2 separate regions of the Mus musculus genome follow, and region 1 is linked to region 2. Evidence: chromatin contacts called from public Hi-C data. All regions are on one chromosome and are shown on one strand. Each heading gives the region's core, a stretch centred on a gene start, on an enhancer-like site or on the middle of the called end of the contact. The rest is flanking DNA. Distances are from core to core; before and after follow the strand shown.

The links. Hi-C and Micro-C count contacts between places; a contact is called where the count stands out from the background.
Region 1: a Hi-C map of cerebellar granule neurons shows a contact between it and region 2, with 1.8 times the contacts expected there. The contact joins two enhancer-like sites. A contact is called at or near these places in 12 of 484 Hi-C or Micro-C datasets (the HPC-5 cell line, the HPC-7 cell line, Sertoli cells and 9 more), 4 of 115 datasets of contacts at active chromatin or transcription factors (double positive thymocytes, embryonic stem cells and oligodendrocyte precursor cells) and 1 of 9 other capture datasets (embryonic stem cells).

The regions. Positions count from the first base shown.
Region 1 is chr11:119,764,300-119,769,147 of GRCm38.p6, reverse strand. The region is part of intron 6 of Rptor (regulatory associated protein of MTOR, complex 1); the gene reads right to left. Among named protein-coding and RNA genes, the nearest start is that of Rptoros, 68 kb to the left of the region's middle. Within about 2 kb of position 2,262, at least 28 of the 459 cell types and tissues checked have an H3K27ac peak or open chromatin away from gene starts, as enhancers often do. A contact at or near this core is called in cerebellar granule neurons and oligodendrocyte precursor cells, where this site is marked.
Region 2 is chr11:119,629,836-119,634,760 of GRCm38.p6, reverse strand. All of the region lies in intron 1 of Rptor (regulatory associated protein of MTOR, complex 1), which reads right to left. Among named protein-coding and RNA genes, the nearest start is that of Rptor, 29 kb to the right of the region's middle. Within about 2 kb of position 3,415, at least 17 of the 459 cell types and tissues checked have an H3K27ac peak or open chromatin away from gene starts, as enhancers often do. A contact at or near this core is called in cerebellar granule neurons and oligodendrocyte precursor cells, where this site is marked.

The DNA.
Region 1 (4,848 bases), core at 1,013-3,512, 140 kb before region 2:
GGGTTTTTTTGTTGTTGTTGTTGTTGTTGACTTTTTTGTTTTTTGTTTGTTTTTTCCAGACAGGGTTTCTCTGTGTAGCCCTGGCTGTCCTGGAACTCACTCTGTAGACTAGGCTGGCCTTGAACTCAGAAATCCGCCTGCCTCTGCCTCCCAAGTGCTGAGATTAAAAGTGTGCGCCACCACCGCCTGGCTATATCCAGCTGTTTTAACCCATAAAATGAAGATAACAGATATTTAAAACCAGAATTATATCGATTAAACAAAAGGCCTTAATTTGGTATATAAGGGAAACCCAACACAATTAATTTCTCTCCTGCACTCACTCCTCATCAGTGAAGAGACAGCTAGAAATGAGATGGTGAGTCTTTGGCTGACATTCCGGCCTGGGGGCAATGACGCAGGAGAAGGAAGTGATGCTGAGAGGACTCAGGTGGGAGCTGCATGTCCACCATTGGAGGAGAGCCAAGAGCCCATAGAAGGGTCAGGGCAGGAAGGATGGCTCCAGAGCCAAACAGCGTCACCAGCTAGACCTTGGGGAGATCCAGGACTAGGGCAAGAGGGAGGACTGAAGGCAAGGGTTTATGTTTACTTAAGAATCAGCAGCAGGGGCTGGTAGCTGATCCTGAGCTGAAGTAGCTGAGCGGTAGACTGCACTTCTGCCATGCATGAAGCTCAGGGTTCAAAACATACAGACACACACACTCACGAACACTCACAGACACAGATATATGTGGACACATGTGGACACACAGACAAAGACACATACACACAAACACACATGGATACATACATAAAAACAATCGGTGATAGGTACCAACTTTGGCTCAGGGCTTAGGATCTAGGGACGTACTCTTGAGCAGGCTCCTTAAGGTCCGTAAGTATTGTGAGGTAAATGCTAGAGAGCCCAGGAGCGAGCATCTTGTTCCTACTCTGGCAGTTCTTATGCCAAATGACCAGGAAGAGTCCCAAACAGACCCTCCCGTGAAAGCGACTCCTCACAAGGCAGTCGCAATGTGTGGTCTGCACCACACACCCACCCCTGCTACCTTATGCCAGGGAGATAGCTTTTAATTTACACTTCATTCATTTGCCCTATTTCTCTTTCTCATTGCTTAGCTTCTTTACTCCAGGAGAGTGCATATGGATGAGGGTAACATGCTCCTAATGGAGTGCTTTCCTGCCTTGAACTGTGTGTGATGCCCAAGCAGCCCGTGGTGCTCACTCCTGTGAAGCAGAGGCTAAGATGCTTTTTGCCTCTTCAGCTTTCCCAGCAAGGAGTCTCCTTTGAGCCTGAGGTGGACAGAGGCCCCCTTATCTCAGCTGCTCCGAGCCAACAGCACAGCAGCATGGCTTCTTAAAGAGCCATACAGTGTCTGGCCTCTTCAGTCCCGACATGCTGCTCATGCTCTGGCAGAGCCTACTGCACCAGCCGTGGTTCCCACCGCATGCTTCCCACACTGTGCGAGGAGGGCACTGCTCATCCGCCCTAGACTACATCTCTAGCTTTCAACACTCTAGACTGCAGAGAACATCTGCTAGCACCTGGACCTTGGGCTTCCTGCCTCCAGACTGACAGCAATACATTTCTATTATTGATAAATCAGCTTCTCTTGTATGTAGGGATGGCAGGTGAACATACAGGGGCATACGTGTGATATAATTTAGTCATGCTCAGGGGCTGCACCCTGTTTCTTGGGTTGTGGGGACCATGTCTGCCCTCACTCAAAGGTCCGGCTGCACTAAGTTGTCTCTATCCTCTAAGCTTGACTTCAGGCCCATGGCCAGGATAGGAACATCTACTCAGAACACCCTCCTCCAACTGCCCCTTCTAGGACAAGCTCTCCATCACAGGAAGCCCCAACAGAGAAGACACTGTGCTCTCTCCCTGCTTATTGCCAAAGGACTGATAGAAGCGTGTCCCTCTCCATTAAGTCCCCAATCCCAGCAGACAACCACTTGGACTCATAAATCCTTATCATTTGCATACTCTGCAGGCTACTTGCAACACAGAGACATTACCTCATGGATAATGGAGACAAAGGCTAACAAAAGCAAGGGCTAGTGTGACTGTGGCACTAGCCACATGGTGCATGGAAGTGGCTTTTGAAGCCTATTTAAGCCTGTTCTGTGTCACGAACAGGGGCATCAGTAGTATGAATAGCAAGAAGTCAGGAAAACAGAGGATCATTGTCTGCAGGATACATTCAGAACAAAAACAAAACAAAACAAAAAACAACGGAGCGGTGCTGTGCCACCATCTGCACAGGTCCTATGTGACAGCACAGTCCTGGCATGCCATAGATGTCATCTGAGAGGCACCTCAATGCAGTGTATGTGAAAGGAAATGAGGCAGCTTCTACAGCCACCACCAGAAAAGTACCCCTGACTATTCACTGACACAAGTGTCCATGACTGAATACAGAGCTGCAAACATCAATGTACTTTAATGGAACTCGGCAATATCGCTGATAACAGGTGTCAGCCTAGGCACACTACGTGCACATAAGTCAGACGAGCAGAAGCACATTAAAGATACACACCGGCAGGTAACAGCCCAGGAGCGACTGTTCCCTAAGCATGAGATCATTTAGCTGCTTTGCGGCACAATTTCCAACAAGCACCGGAACTAATTTGAAACAAGGTGATGATGGTTTGTATCCTAAGCAGACAGTAAGTTGTTCTGCCATTGTCTGAAGCCAGACAGGAGGATGGGGGGGGGGTGTGGGGAGGGAGCTGCTCTCCTAGAGTCCCACACAGTCACAGTACAGTGAAAACCCTACTGTGAGCTGAGCTGCACGCAACCACAATCTCTTTTGTACATGCTCCTGTAGATAGAGGAGTGTGTTCTGGCCACATGCTGCCCTTCAGCCATACTCATGCAACCTCAGGTGCTAGGCAGTCGGCACTGACAGGACTCCATTGCACTACACTGCTCACCGAGAATGACCCGCACACTGTGTTCCATTTTAGATTAGCATAGGAGAGGAGTGTGAGCCAAAAGAAAATCACCACAAGTCAGGAGTCAGAAGTCAAAGACACCTGTTCTGTAGATAAAACATTCACTCACTACACATCTCTGGAGAAACAGCACACACTGCAAAGGACACGGGTCCTAAAGCTGCGTCAGCGCAGTCCCTACAGAAGCAGCGGCCTGGAGGCTACTACTGCTGCTTCCACTACTGGGCCCCAAACTGGGCCTTGTGAGAGCTGAGTAGATGTGAAAGACGCTGGGCTTTAAAAATGCTGCTACTTTCCTGTCTACTGTTTCACCTACATGGGTGACCAGAAGAAATGTCCATGTCCTCTCCTGTGTGTACATAGCTCAAAGACACCTCCAGGTCCTACCAGCACACCTGCACTGACTCTCAGTTCTGGACACTGAAAGTCTCAAACCAGAGAGTCCTCTCCAGTGGTCCCGTGAGGTCTGTGACCTGTATGCTGTTTCTTCACTCAGATATATATGCATACATTTACATGACTAGTACTGCACAATATTTGTGTTTAATAAAAAGTAATGCACTATAAATCTAATACTGTTTCTTATTTTTTCACTCAACATTCTACATTTAAAAACACTTAAATCAACTTTAATGAGATACAATTTGCATACGATAAAATAAACCAGTTTGAGACTTCAGTTTGCAGCAGTACTGTTAAGCTTCTGTCGTCCCCACAGTCCACACAGATGACATCCCATTGCCCCTTACTGCATCTGGAGACAATCTTGTGCGTGTGTGTGTGTGTGTGTGTGTGTAGTGTATGAGTGTGTGAGCATGAATGTGCATGTGCACATCTGAGAGTGTGTGTGTGAACACATGCATGCACGCCTGATCCCATCACAGCTGCGGCTGCCTTACCTTTGCGTCCTCTGGTCCCTGGCTAGCCTTCCTGAGTTTAATATAATGGAGACCCACCATCATCCTCACAGCGTGCAGTGGTGCAGCTGCTCTTGGTCCAGCAGCAGCTGTTACCAATAACTTGCTGTAAGGGTGGAAACCCCATTTCATCCAGCCTTCTAGCTCTCCCTGGCTCTCAGAGGAAGAACAGGGTTAACTGTTCCGTAAGGCGTAAGTGAGGTGCAAGGTAGTCTCTGTCTTTGATTTTTTTTTTTTCTTCTCCATATACAGCTTCTACCACCAATTCTTGAAAAACAGTCCTTCCCCATGAAACCATTTAGGCACCTTTGTGCAGTGTGTACACGGCATGACTGTCTTGTGACAATGGCTTTACGCTGAGTCCAAACTGTCCTCACCATGCCCTCTGTGCTTCTATGTAAGGTTTAAAGCCAAGACTTTGACTGGGACAGCAAAGATCAAGTTGGAGAAAATTAACGTTTAAGAATACTGAATTTTGGCTGGATATGGTAAGAACATATCTGCAATCTCTACACTTGGGCACTGAGCACTGCCAGTAACTTAAAGCCTGCCTAACCTCCATGTTAACCTGTCTCACACAAAGGCACACACATAGAGCTGGGTCTTTCCATCTTTACAGAGCCATTTTCTGCCTCATCTTTAATCTCTGTGATAATTCAGATTTGTGAGCTCAGGCCTTGCATGCATTTTATTATATTTGTTATATTTATTCCCAAGTACTTCTGAATCTTAATGGCTACAAGGTAGTAGTTAGAAAAATAAAACAATTCTGATTTCAATTCTCTGAGGTTCCGGTGCCCTGCTGTAGAGGGCAGTCAGTCTCAGGGGCTTCCCTGTCTTCCCCATACTCCCACATATATTACTTTGGCTTCCTGTTTGGCAATATGACTGCCTACTGTTTCTTTGGTTTTTTCTTCCAGCTTTCCACAATGTCTGTCCTTCCAGTGTGGTCTGAATAGGGTGTGATGTGCAC
Region 2 (4,925 bases), core at 2,166-4,665:
CTTCCTGGCCCTGCCTCCCATTTCTCTGCTGCTGCTGATGATGATGATGATGATGATAATGATGCTGACGATGATCCTGCTCCTCCTCCCCCTCCTCTATCTCTTCTTCTCTTTCCCTATCCCCCCTCAGGCACATACAACAGCCCAGACATTGCCTGAGCACTTCCTGAAGATTCTCACAACTGCCTAACTTCTGAAATATGCATAAGCAGAAACTTAAGCAAAGGGATGGCTGTCATAAGGACAGCCACTGCAGGGGCTTGTGTCTGAGTGCTTCAGGGGAGACCCCGTCACCAGTCAGAGTCACCACGGAGCACAGTGCAGCCAACGTATCAGAACTGCCACACTTGAGAAATAAAGGGAAAGAGCCACTGGATGATAGATATTTTTAATTAAAATCTTCAATTTTCAGTTCATTGTCCTTAGACAATCTCTTCCCTCAGCATCCCAGGTTTCTAGGATCTCTCCAGTCTTAGGAAAAAGAGAGATGCTGCAGGGGACCAGGCTTGACTCATGGAAGCACAGGTTCTGCCCAAAACAAATACTTCCTCAATTATCAGTAGCCACCAACACTGACACAGAAACAAGCCTGCTGCTGCCGCCAAAATTGCCAATATCTGACCAAAAAGACAGATCGCTCCTATAAAAAAACCAACTACAGGACATTGTGACCTCTTCCATGAACCAGAATGTCTCAGCAACATTTTGTTCTTAACACCCCCCCCCAATGCCCTTGACAACTATACAGGATTAAACAAGTCTATTCTGCTTTAACACACACACACACACACACACACACACACACACACACAATTTGCAGGAAACTAGATGTCCTGGGAATGAGTATTAATCGAGGCCATGTGGTCGCAGAGAGAATCAGCGTGTGCTGTCCTTGCCTGTGTGTGGCTCTGGGTGAGCACAGGTGTGTGGAGAGTACGAGGTGTCGAGGAGGGAATGAAGGCCTGGACAGTACACGAGCTACACATGAGGAAGAAGACGTAAACCCAAGGGCTTTCCTAGTTTAACTCTGTGTGTGTGTGTGTGTGTGTGTGTGTACACAAGTGTGTAAGACAGAGTGGAAGCCTGCAGCTTCCAAGCAGCTGCTTTCGCTGCTCTCCAGTGCAGAGGCACAGACTCGGATCAGTCTACCTGCCTGGTATATTTTATTTGCAAATTCTTTTTTAAATGATTCCTTTTTATTTATCTTTTATGTACATTGGTGCTCTGCCTGTATTTATGTCTGTGTGAGGGTGTCAGATCCCCTGGACCTAGAGATAGTTGTGAACTGACATGTAGGTACTGGGAATTGAACCCAGGTCCCCTGAAAAAGTAACTAGTACATACTACTAACTGCTGAGCCATCTCTCCAGTCCCTGCAAGTTCTTTACAGTGAAGTGATTTTTATTTTTAAAAACTATACAAGATCCTAAATACTTCTACAAATTATACCTACCAGTATTCAGCATTATAGATAATACATGAAGTTTTTTCACCTTCATTAATTCACTTATAATTAATAACAAATACATCTATTGTTAACATAAATGACATATTTTTTCAAAAATCTCTATCTTGCCAAATAAAAACTTCTTTTGTGATAAGAATGGATGTTTCTCCTTTTCTGCAAATCTCTTCACTATCTGGCTTGACAGGCATCATCGGATTCTGCCTAGGCATCTGTATTGAACATGTCTCAATCTGTCACAGTTTGATATTCCAGCTGAAGTGTATAGAAAAGCCACCTTCAAACATGGAAGTGGTACTTTCTGACCGAGCGATACTCTGCAGGGTCACCCAGAATCACCTTTCACCTTGTGGTACCATCTCCACCTGCTGCTCACCTTTCCTGACAGACTGCACGGATCGTCCGGAAGCCACCAAGTCACAAGGATCACCCAAGGCTGACAGCTGTCACTACACTGTTAAATATTCATCATTGTCACCAACTACAGAGCAAAAGGAGCTTCAGACACTGGGAGCCACCAAACCCACAGTGGCAGGCTCTAGGAACTACCAAGTCCACAATGGTGGGCAAGTTTTTTAGCACTTTCCTTGGGTCACTAGGGCATCCTTGGTGTCCCAGCTGTGGCACCACTACCCTGTCCCCTGACAGAACATGAAACTGGGTTCCAGCTGGCCTGCAGCTTCAGTGTTCACACTCTCAGCTGCAGCTGGGCCAGCCTTCTTGGCATCAAAGCCTCTGCATGGAAAGGAGATGAGCAAACCCCGGTCCGTCTGTACTGCAAGTCTGCCCTGAGAGCAAGAGAACACCTACAGATGCAACACAGGAGGGCAGAAAGTGGAGGCTGAGGAAAGCCAACCAAAGAGAGGAGGCAAAGGCTAGAACCTGGCAGAGTAAAAGCAGACATAAGAAAAGGTCCAAACAGCCCCTGTCATTCCCTGTCACCCGGTCATTCCGTCATTCCATCATTCCCTGGCATTCTCTGTCATTCCCTGTCATTCCCTGTCGTTCCCTGGCTAGTGCAGTCTCTTCTCTGATGATCCCTCCACACTCATGATCCCACAGCCTTTCCTCTCAGCAAACTGATCATTAAGCTTCAAGTAGGTTTGGGATACATGAAAGCCTGTCTCAACTACACCAAAATAAATAAGCAAATTAAAGCTTCAAAAGAATACAGATTTTTCTAAAGTATGTTAAACAATTATAGCCACTAAATTTTTTAGCAAATACTTAAAAAGAACAAATTTCTTGAGAAACATAACCAAAACTGACTCATGAGGCCATAGCAGACATGAAGCCTCCCAATAACCATTTAAAAGCAAATCATAGGTATAAAAAAAGTTATTCCACGGAAGAAACTAAAGACCCAGATGACAAGTTCCACAAATACTGCTCTAAGTCTAAAGACAGAAGAAACAAAAAAAAGATTCCCCAAGGTCCTATCTCTAAAGTAGCACAGCTTTGGTATTAAAACATAGCAAACTGCCAAGGGGCTCACCTGAGCTGCTAAGCAAAAAAGATGGTGGAGGGGAGGAGACTAAGCTTTAGTACTGCAACAAAACCTTTAGCCAAGGACCAAGCTAATCCAGGCCAGGCCCAGTCACTAAGAACAGGTGCCCTGCCGCCTGCAGACACACCAATGCACACACAGCACTAGCTGTGCATGCACTGCACCACATCAACAAGGCAAATGGCACGCACACAGTTAGACGACTCAAATCCAAACAGCTCTTGTTACTATGAAAACAACTCTTACTAGCTCTCTGGCCATTCCATAGTGCTGTTTGATAAAGTCATCCAGAACTCACCCCTTCTTGCTAGTCTAGGAACTCTGACCTGCTCTGGAGCACAGCCTGTTGGCAAGTGTCAGGCCTGTCATCCCAGCACTCAGCAGGTTGGGGCAGGAGGATTGCCAAGAGCTCAAGGCCAACCTGAGCTATAGAGTAAGAGACCCTATGGCAGAGAAAGAGAGAGTAAACAGTGCTCACTTTGCAAGTTAAAGAAGAGGCCTCATCCTACCACAGGATTCCCAGTGAGCTTCAAGATTAGTAGAAGGAAGGGAGGGAACTGCCATTACCCTCAGAACAACACGACTCTGTTTACAGAAATCCAAACAGATATGTAGACAAACACTCAGTCAGAGTCAAAGGCTTCCAGACACAGCATGTAAAGAGAAGCTGTATTGATTCCTAAGCAACAAAACAAACAAAAGAGGTAAAATTTCTAGGAATTATCCAATAAAAGATATGAAGGGCCTCTACGTGGAAATTTAAAAGCTTGAAAATGTGAAGAGGTGGACAACTCCATCTGTGATTTATCCACTGGCTTAAGATCTGTGTGGAAATAAAATGCAAAAGGGCACACACGATGAAGAACAACCTATCTGGACTTCTTTCCAATTTCAGGAAGCCACAGAGAGCACAACTGAGGCTCCCAGAACAACCTGAGATGGGGCCAAACCAGGCCGGTGACAGGGAGTCCTGCAGACTGAAGCAAAGGAGCCTGACACATGGGTCTTCTCAGAGACAAAACGAGACTGGGCCCTTGCCTCACCCACATCTAAAGCCAATGTCTACTAAGGAACAGTCTGGCTCTGTAATTCATTATAAAAGCCGGGTGGACACTTCTGACGGTGACAAGACTGTCGCATGTAACAAGAATTACCTGGGCCTACCAACACTCATCCTGATCAGGAAGCTAAATGTAAGCAGCAAAACTATAACGCTCCCTAGCATTAAAAAACAGACACAAGAGGGTCTCTGTGGGCTCCAGGCCAACCTGATCTACAGTCAGTCCAAGCTAGCCAGGGCTGCAGAGTGGGATCCTGTCCAATAAAAAAGAAAAGAAAAGAATCAAAACCAAAACCAAAAACACTATCAAGCATTAAGAATTAAAAGACATCGGATATACAGGGGAATGCCAGAGCCAGGAGGCAGGAGTGTGTGGGTTGGGGGGAGGGGGCAATGTTAAGGGGACTTTCGGGAAAGCATTTGAAATGTAAATGAAGAAGATATCTAATTTAAAAAAAAAAAGGGTGGGGACGGGGACATAGGATAAAATCCTAACCTCAAAATTGAGAAGAGATCTTTAGCAAATGTTTAAGCCCCAGGAAAAACTAACTCTAAAGAGAGCCACAGCAGCAGAGCTTGCTTCTGTTAATCCAAAGAGATCCTGAGAAGATGGAAAACTCATGTCCACAGTGAGAGACATCCACACTGCACCCCTGTCAAAAGGCTGTGCTCCAGAGCAGGTCAGAGTTCCTACTAGACTAGCAAGAAGGGGTAAATTCTGGATGACTTTATCGAATGGCCAGAGAACTGTCAGAGAGCCACAAGGAAGATGGAGAGCCTCTGCTACCACCCAGCCATCTGTGACAGAGTCTGACACCTGAATTCCCATGCTCACTCAGCATTTGTTACAACAGCCGTGACATGGAAGTGACCTGAGTGTCCATTAGCAGGCA